2 separate regions of the Anser cygnoides genome follow, and region 2 is linked to region 1. Evidence: chromatin contacts called from public Hi-C data. All regions are on one chromosome and are shown on one strand. Each heading gives the region's core, a stretch centred on a gene start, on an enhancer-like site or on the middle of the called end of the contact. The rest is flanking DNA. Distances are from core to core; before and after follow the strand shown.

Region 1 (4,021 bases), core at 32-2,531:
GAGAGTGTACAAGAGGAAAAGGTAATTTCGTTTTATTAACTGTAGTTTGAAAAACAAGTGATCGTTGTCTTTTGACTATATTCTAATTCTCAGTTAGGATAACCCAATAGTTTCAGGTTAGTTCACAGTTTTTTTCTCAAGGACATGTCTGCTCATAAAAGTTCTGTATAAACCACAAGCACTGTTCTCATGCCTGTGCAAACTGCCTTTTGGTGAAAGTCTTATTTTGAAATAAGTAGAGTCTTTAACAAAGGCTATAAACCTTTCTGTCTGAAGACACAAATGACAAAATCATTATTTCATGCAGGTATAATTCTAGAAGAGCTTCACTTCAGTAACTTAATATGAAAAACAGCTTTCATAAATCAGTATTTTTACCGGTTGTCTTTTTATTATTTCCTTAAATGACTATCTAGTGCCTGTCTTTCCATGTTCTTCAATGCAGTCGTCTGAAATTCTTGTCTGTCCTACAGAATGAACACAGGAAAGGCGGATGTCACCATAGCACAGTATGCAGGAATCATAAACAGGGAAAAGGCTGGTGGAAGCCTCAGGGTTTAAGACTGCTCTTCCATTTGTATGTATCCATATTGTAACACCTAGGCATTACAATACCTCAGAAGGCATCATACTGAAGGTTTAACTTAGAGGAAATTCTTCATGGGCCTTGCAAGCAGCTCAGTTGTGAAGCTTCAGCAAGGCTCCTGAATACAGAGCAGACTGCCATGGGGTACAGCCCCTCTGCGAGAGTGCACAAGAATTGCTTATTGGAGAATCAAGGTAGCCCTGTCAGAAGCTACACTAGGAACTAATACCAGGAAAAGCCAAAACCAACAGCGTGAGGCAGGTCGGCATTTGATACCTCGTGGTTTATAGCTGATGGTCCAGCTTGGTACTTACTCTTGGGAACATCTGCTGTGACAAAAAACCTCGAAGTTATTCTGCTGATGCTTTTTTGTCCCCCTAATTTGCAGTGGATGTATCCATATAAATTAGCAGTTTGAAGGGAGATCCCAGCTATCACGAGAGCCTGTGGACAAACAAAAGATTGGCTGGGACAAATATACTGCCATATATGTAGACTATGCATAGAATATATATGCATGCACATATATGTATGTATACTCTATACATACAGGCTGTAAGAAAGGAATATCCCTTCAAATAATGAAAGACCTTAAAAGAGATCCAACCGTACTAAACACTGTAGTCCCTTTCTGCAAAATGTCTTTTTTATCAAAACTGTGCAGCTTTTTTTTTTTTTCTGGCTCAGGTCATTCTGCATTTTGAAAAACTTCATTACTTTCTGAAGAGCACCTATCCAAAAAAGCACCTATTTGACCAATTGCGTAATCATTTAATCTTTTAAACCTGATCGTATCTAAGAGCTTCACATCCAAACACACAGCAAGCCTGCAGACACGTTTAGCTGCCAAATGCCTTACGACACACAAGTAAGATCCTATAACTTGCAGATTTACAAATAGCATCAATAGATGTGAATCAATATCCATCGTTAGCAGGCAGTGTAAATGAGTAGGTCCTTTCATGATGCTAGAGGCTTAGCAGCAGGCAAAATCCAATTAATTAACTGGTAAAATAATGTTTTTCTTAATTTCCTGGAAGCTGTCAAATTTTCATTTGGGTAACATGGTTTTACAAGCACCTGAACAACCTGCATCTTCTGTGCTAGCTCAGGTTCCTTCTCCAGCTAGCTCTTTGCTTAGCAAACAATCTGTTTTTCAAAACTAAAGGTGGAGCTGTGAAGGAAGACAGCTGGTTTAATTTTAACTATTGTTTGTATAGTTATGCCATTTGGGGCATTAGAAAGCAGTTAATGATTTGCAATAGATTCATACCCGTTATCTGAATTTCCTGTTTCATTTACTAACAAAATGTAATCTCGGCTATTATTTGTTCTGTAGCAGCAGGTATGCAAGACGCTTTATATCTTTTAAAAATTAATAATAAAATTGTACTTTGCACAGTTCAGAACTTGACGAAATGTATTCTATGGTGATTATGCAAGCACAATTGAAAAGTTTACAGAGGAAAACAAAGATTTCATAGACAAAGCATCAGCATAATGTAATATATGGGGTACAATTTCTATTTAGGAAAATGTAATGTTTTGCTTTTTGTAGAATAGATGACTTATAAATACAATAATTATAAACTATATATCTCAATTTATCAAGATTTTTAAGTGCTGTGATACTGGTTCTTTCAAAAGGGAATGATACCAGAAATCTAAAATCCTTACTTTTAAGAGCTTAAGAGACATTCAAGTCCCGAGGAGATGTGAAAACCTGAAAGCCAGCACTTTTGGTTCACTTTTTGTTCTCTCCTACTAGTCTCCTTTGACGGCAATAAAGAAGTTGGAGAAAAGTAAGATGCTACAGTTAAAAATGAGGCAGCAATTCTGTCAACTACCTAAGATGCTTTACTGGAGATAAATGAAGTAGTTGACAGCTGATAACCTAGTAAAAGTGAGGCTAAAAATGATCCATTCTGGAGTGCAGGGCTTGCCTGCAGAAAACTCTGACTCCTTGAAGCTGTTGGGGGGATTTCTGTAATGTTGGAGATTTTGGTACAGATTGTTGCAAAACTACAGATCTGGGTTTTCCCTCAATTAACATTACTTGTCAGCTGTAGCTCATTCAGTAATGCCAGACTTACCAGCCATTTCAGCTTCAGGGAGAACAAGGTGCTGAAGAAAAATACAATCCATATGACTGGACAGATAATGAGGCCAAGCCAAAAGATTCGAGCTTCAGCTTCAGTTGAGGCAGCTATTGTAGACACCTAGCAAGAAAATTACTGAAACTTTTAGTCACAAAGACAAAACCCATAATAAGTAACAAATCAGTGGAGGAGGAGGAATGGACAAATCTACTTGTTTACCCAAATTTCATTTATTACATGCATACAGACAGGGTGGTTTCAATAGGAAGAGAAGTCACTGATGCGAAATTTTCTGCCCGCTGTCCTACTGTACATGATAGTATTTTCTTTTCAAAATGCACTGTTTTCCTTTTCCTGTTCTCACTTAAATGAGATAATCCATTCCTTTTGTAAAAGGTAGTTGCCACTAATGCTACAGATTAATAATATTTTATAGTCAAAAGTTCTATATGCTAACCATTACTTTTAAACTTCAGAAAGACTAAGTTAAATTTGGTATTAGATTCAAACTTTACCAAGGGCTCAGAGAAGCGTGAAACAGAAGACAGTGTTACAAGCTGAACTTCAGTGTGAGTATTTTGCAGTCTGAGGAGTAGTTTTGTGACTTGTGCCATGATCACAAGTCAAAAGCATTGGGAAAAAAATCAGTGTAGTATCAGAAAAAAACTATAATATCTAATGTGGCAATGAGTATCTATACCAAGTGCTAACAAGCAAACTTTAAAGATCCGCACAGGATTGATCATTTGGTTCCAGTTCAGACAATTAAATTCTCATAAAAGTGTCCATTTCTACACATTTTATAAAAGCACACATAGCTTAATTTAAACCTGGTGTGATGCTTAGTTTTATGTTATGTAAACTAATAGTTCAGTCTTGCTTATGAAGTCCATTGATATTTGATAAATTAAGACATGTAGCTTCAAAATGCCTAACACTACTGTTGGGCACCACAGCAACTGCTGGCACCTCTCTGAAGGGGGCATCATTCAAGGTGCTCTATTTGCGTTCTTCAGGGAGAGCAAAAGCCTCAAGGCAGGCTGAAAAAAAAAATAAAAAAAGGTTGTGGATTTCTTCTAGTCAGTACAACTCAAAAGGATCACTGTTAGCTCCAAGCACTTAAGAGAAACTAAGCAAAGATTTGCTCAGAAGGTTTTGATCCTTCCTGGGAGAACAGAATTCAGAATCACACACCAAACATCAGGCCACTCAACCATCACCAGTGCTACCTTCTGAAATACGAGCTTCTCAGCAGGAAAGGAAAACTCCGTGGAGTTTGAAAACTGAAAAGACTCTTAGTTCAGTACCTAGAGTTCTCCCTCTGAAAATAAGATTC
Region 2 (3,994 bases), core at 1,308-3,807, 710 kb after region 1:
TTTAGTAAGGCAAAATTTTAAGTTGTTGCAGGTCATGAGTTTCCAACCTCAGGGTCATTACCACCCTCTCCTTTTCCATGGCTATGTCAGAGAGGGGGTCACAAAATTTTTGTTGCAACACGAGGTCAGGAAATGTCAAAGGCTGAGGCCCTGCTTTCAGAAAACTCAGACCACAGAGCAATCCCCAAAACCATGCCAGCAGGTTCTGATGGAGATCTTGATCTCACTGCTTTTGGTAAAATGTGTCCACTGATTTCAAAAGCAAACAGATCAGGCCACTAGATAATCCTCTGCTGATTCAGTATTTATAAGCTGTTTTATAAGCTTTTTTTTTTTTTTTTTAAGTTTGCTTTAAAATACTGAAAAGTCATTCTAAAACTGTAGATTTAAAATTATTTTAAACAGAAAACATAGCTAGCAGGGCTTTCAATTTTATAAATGAGGAATGCAATACATAATTGGAGTTGATCTTTCAAAATATTTTTTCAATAATTCATGAGTTTTTATCTTGAAGAAAATTAATTTTGACTCCAAACATACTATTTTTTTTAATCTTCTATAAATTTCTTTTTTATTTTTTTTTTCCATTTCAAATAAACTGATCCCAGGCATCAATTATTAATGCTCTGGGTGCACAGTGCACTCCAGGAGTCACAGCTCTGAGGCCATCCTGCAAGCAAACTTTGTGGGAAAACCCAGCGTGATGGAAAGAGATCACACTCTTACAGCCTAAGTGTGTAGGGGATCAGTCACTATTTTGTCCAATCATCATTAATATTTGGCTAACACACATAAGGTGAATATACATTAAAAGCTTGAGAGATATGTGTGGCATCCATCTGAGCAGAAAACAGTCCATTTTACCACACAGGAGACAGAAACAGGAGCTCTTTCTGTAGCCTTAGTAATGGGAAAGAATGTAACTAAAAATTTTGGATGAGAAAGGCCTTCAGAACTATAACCACATTCTTAAACAGTGCTCAGTAGTCATTTAAATAGTTAATTCCATGTCTATATTAATTGTGCTCAACTGAATACCTGTGAATTTTATGTATCATCAATAAAGAATCAAAGAGAACCTATCTGAAAGGATTTCCAAACGCAGCTGGTTAACAGGGTGTACAGCACCTCTTACTGAAGGTAGCTGCACAAAATTACATGTTCCAATTTAAGAGCTTTAAAGAAAAAGCTCACAAGCAGCAGAGCAGAGTATTCTCAGAAGACTAGCAAAGAGGCCATAGGAGTCAAACCAGTCCAAATCTGACAGCTTGTAGTACTGGATATATCTGTAATGTATTCACAAACTAAGTATTATTTTTAAAAAATGATATTTCTACAGTTAAATTTGTAGCTCAATTGATTCCTGAAAACTTAACCTTCTCATAAATGCTGCTTTTGAGCTGCATTATTTCATGCAGAATAGTGGCTAAAAGGCGTGTTAGCAGCACAATTCTGACCTAAGCTCTCCCAAGGTAGATTTCAGCTTTAAACAAGTGAGTAATTTGTTGCACTGAGGTTTTGGTATGTCCTATTTCATATGTATAGTGATTATATAGCTATAAATTGTAAAAGGCCAGAATTCCATAGAAAAATACTGATAATTCAGCACAATATCCATTTGCCTGAGTACACAGATCCTGCACACAGTCATGTGAGCTATCACATGCCAACAACTTCTTTTTTAGCAGAGCACTGCTGTGGAACTCAGCTGAATTTCCAGGCCTTTTTGAAGTAACAGAATCGATTCAGTTTGAGTAGATCAGCACTAAATAAGAATCTGACCGCAAGCATAATGTGAGTACCATGTGTAGATATTCATGTGTCACGTAAGCAGGTGATTAGCTAGTATAAAATGTCAAAGCTATGACAGGCACATTTACACCAGCCGAGAGGATGCCCCTGTTTGTGCTTGCTCTGTATATGAGCCATTATACTCTCTCACACAATATCACTTAGCATGTGTTTTATTCTGTCTTAAATATATGTACGTTATATTTGGAGCCTCAAGAAAGTTCAGCTTACCTATAAATGGTAAACATCTATTGGAATCCCATAAAAATAAAACTACATCATTTAGAAGTAAATACTATGCTGAGATTGTTCAGGCTATCGATAACAAAAAATAAATAGTAGCGTGGAATTGAACAGCTTTACCAAGCTCAGACTTACTCATAAAAATATATTGCACAACTCCTCTCAGCACAGCAATTAGTAATCTTTACATTGATTTATAGATACAGACCATGCACATGTAGACAGGTGGGCACACAAGTAAAAAACAAACAAAAACAAAAATGAAAACAAAACAAAACAAAAAGTCAGTTGAAGAGAGAGAGACATCAGAACTGCAACCTTTTGTGAGCAAAAGACCCGAGGAGGGGACTGACAGCATGCATGTTCCTAAGGGCTGTATGTTGGTTTCAAGGTTTAAGCTGCCTCTCTTTCCTAGAAAAGTCTTATTTTTTCTCCCAATATACTTATGTCAAATAACCACCCTTTGAAACATAACTTTTTCTTTGCCTTTGCTGTGTTTTTAAGGAAAAAAAAAAAGTTTTTACAGGCTACAACAACAGTTAGAAAACTATTTCTGTTTAACTTTGGGGAATGCTAGTATTTTCTATCTGCTTCTTACTGCTGATGACACCAGTAAAGTTAGGATATTGCTACTTATTTAAAGTGTGCAGTAGCGAGTAGCTTTCTGAGCACAGCCGTAGTTTAGTGCTAAGGTTAGTGTCCTCTGTAAGAGCCATAATGCACTGGTTTCTTTTGCAGAACAAAGTGACCACCAAAAGCGGGACTTTGTGGGCCAGTTGGATAAAACATAAGCTCATCTCGCCCCCAAAACCCCGACTCTGGAACCACAACCTTCTGAGATTCAATTTGTAAGCAAAGTATCTTTGTAAGATATGCCCAATCGACTGAGGGGATCAGCGCTTACAAAGGAGCTGATTTTTGGACTGATAAAAGAGGACGTTGTAGCCAAGTCATGGTATACACTCCTTCAACTAACTGGACAGCAGGAGTTGCTAGCAGTTATTATTTGCTGTTATTCCCATTTTATGATTTGTTTGTTTAGCTAAGCAGCACCTTCTGCAAGTGGCTATAAAATGACGCAGAACTCACCCAGAGTAATGTAGGGACTTATTAGCCCCAGCACTCAAAGTATCTATTAAGATCTTTTCAAAGTATCAACTCGTTTGTCTGTTCCTCCATATTTTAAAGTAAAGCTGAAACATTATAGAGATGTGTGACATTATTATATCTTTGCTATCTGTGTAGCACACTACGGTACTTTCACTTTACCCAAAACGGGTCGCTTCCTACTGACAATGCAGCTTAGAGTATTCAGCTGGGTGCCCAAATCTGACTATCCCCAGCTTTAAGAACTTTTTTTTTTTTTTTTTAAGAAGAAAAGCAGAGATCTGCAGCCAAAAGGAACACACTGCTAAATCCTTCCTTTACATTCCCTACCGAACTTCTAAATAAACCCGAGTTTTACTCATTATAGACCCACTTGGAGACCTGAGGCAGGTAAATGCTGTCAGTCACGTCAAAAGAAACCAATCGCCGCGCTTGAACAACAACAAAAAAAACACTATTACATTTGTGCTGCTTTCGGTAATCCGGAGGAACGCCGTCCGTCCCTGCCGACCCTGCGTGCTCGGAGACACCTCCTGAGGGAACGAGGCAGCGCTGGCGGGCGGGAGAGGGAACGGGAGGAGAAGGAGAAGAATGAGGAGGAGGAGGAGGAGAAGGAGCAGCCCGGCTTGGTCCCGGCCGCGCTCCCGCCGCTGCCCTGAGGCGGGGCCGCGCCGCGCGGGCTGCAGCCTCCCCTCAGGCGGGGCACGGGGCCGCCGGCACCTGTAGCTGCGGCGGGCCCCGGCGGCCCCCCGGCGGCCCGGGGCAGGTGGGCTGCAGCCCCCAGCGGCCGCCCAGGTGGCGGGGAGCGGCCCCAAGCCGGCGGCAGGGCGCGGCCCCGGCGGCTCGGCCCCAC

What was found. A called contact is a pair of places that touch in the nucleus more often than the background predicts.
Region 2: a contact with region 1 is called in a Hi-C map of liver, with 2.0 times the contacts expected there. The contact joins two enhancer-like sites. A contact is called at or near these places in 2 of 7 Hi-C or Micro-C datasets (both in liver).

The regions. Positions count from the first base shown.
Region 1 is chr15:17,486,805-17,490,825 of Taihu_goose_T2T_genome, forward strand. TVP23A (trans-golgi network vesicle protein 23 homolog A) reads right to left here. Exons shown (of 6, transcript XM_066977979.1): 4 at 2,680-2,805; 5 at 901-1,030; 6 at 1-467. The coding sequence ends at 409. Among named protein-coding and RNA genes, the nearest start is that of TVP23A, 8.0 kb to the right of the region's middle. Within about 2 kb of position 1,282, at least 1 of the 3 cell types and tissues checked has open chromatin away from gene starts, as enhancers often do. A contact at or near this core is called in liver, where this site is marked.
Region 2 is chr15:18,194,619-18,198,612 of Taihu_goose_T2T_genome, forward strand. The region is part of intron 25 of PARN (poly(A)-specific ribonuclease); the gene reads left to right. Among named protein-coding and RNA genes, the nearest start is that of TRNAT-CGU, 6.1 kb to the right of the region's middle. Within about 2 kb of position 2,558, at least 1 of the 3 cell types and tissues checked has open chromatin away from gene starts, as enhancers often do. A contact at or near this core is called in liver, where this site is marked.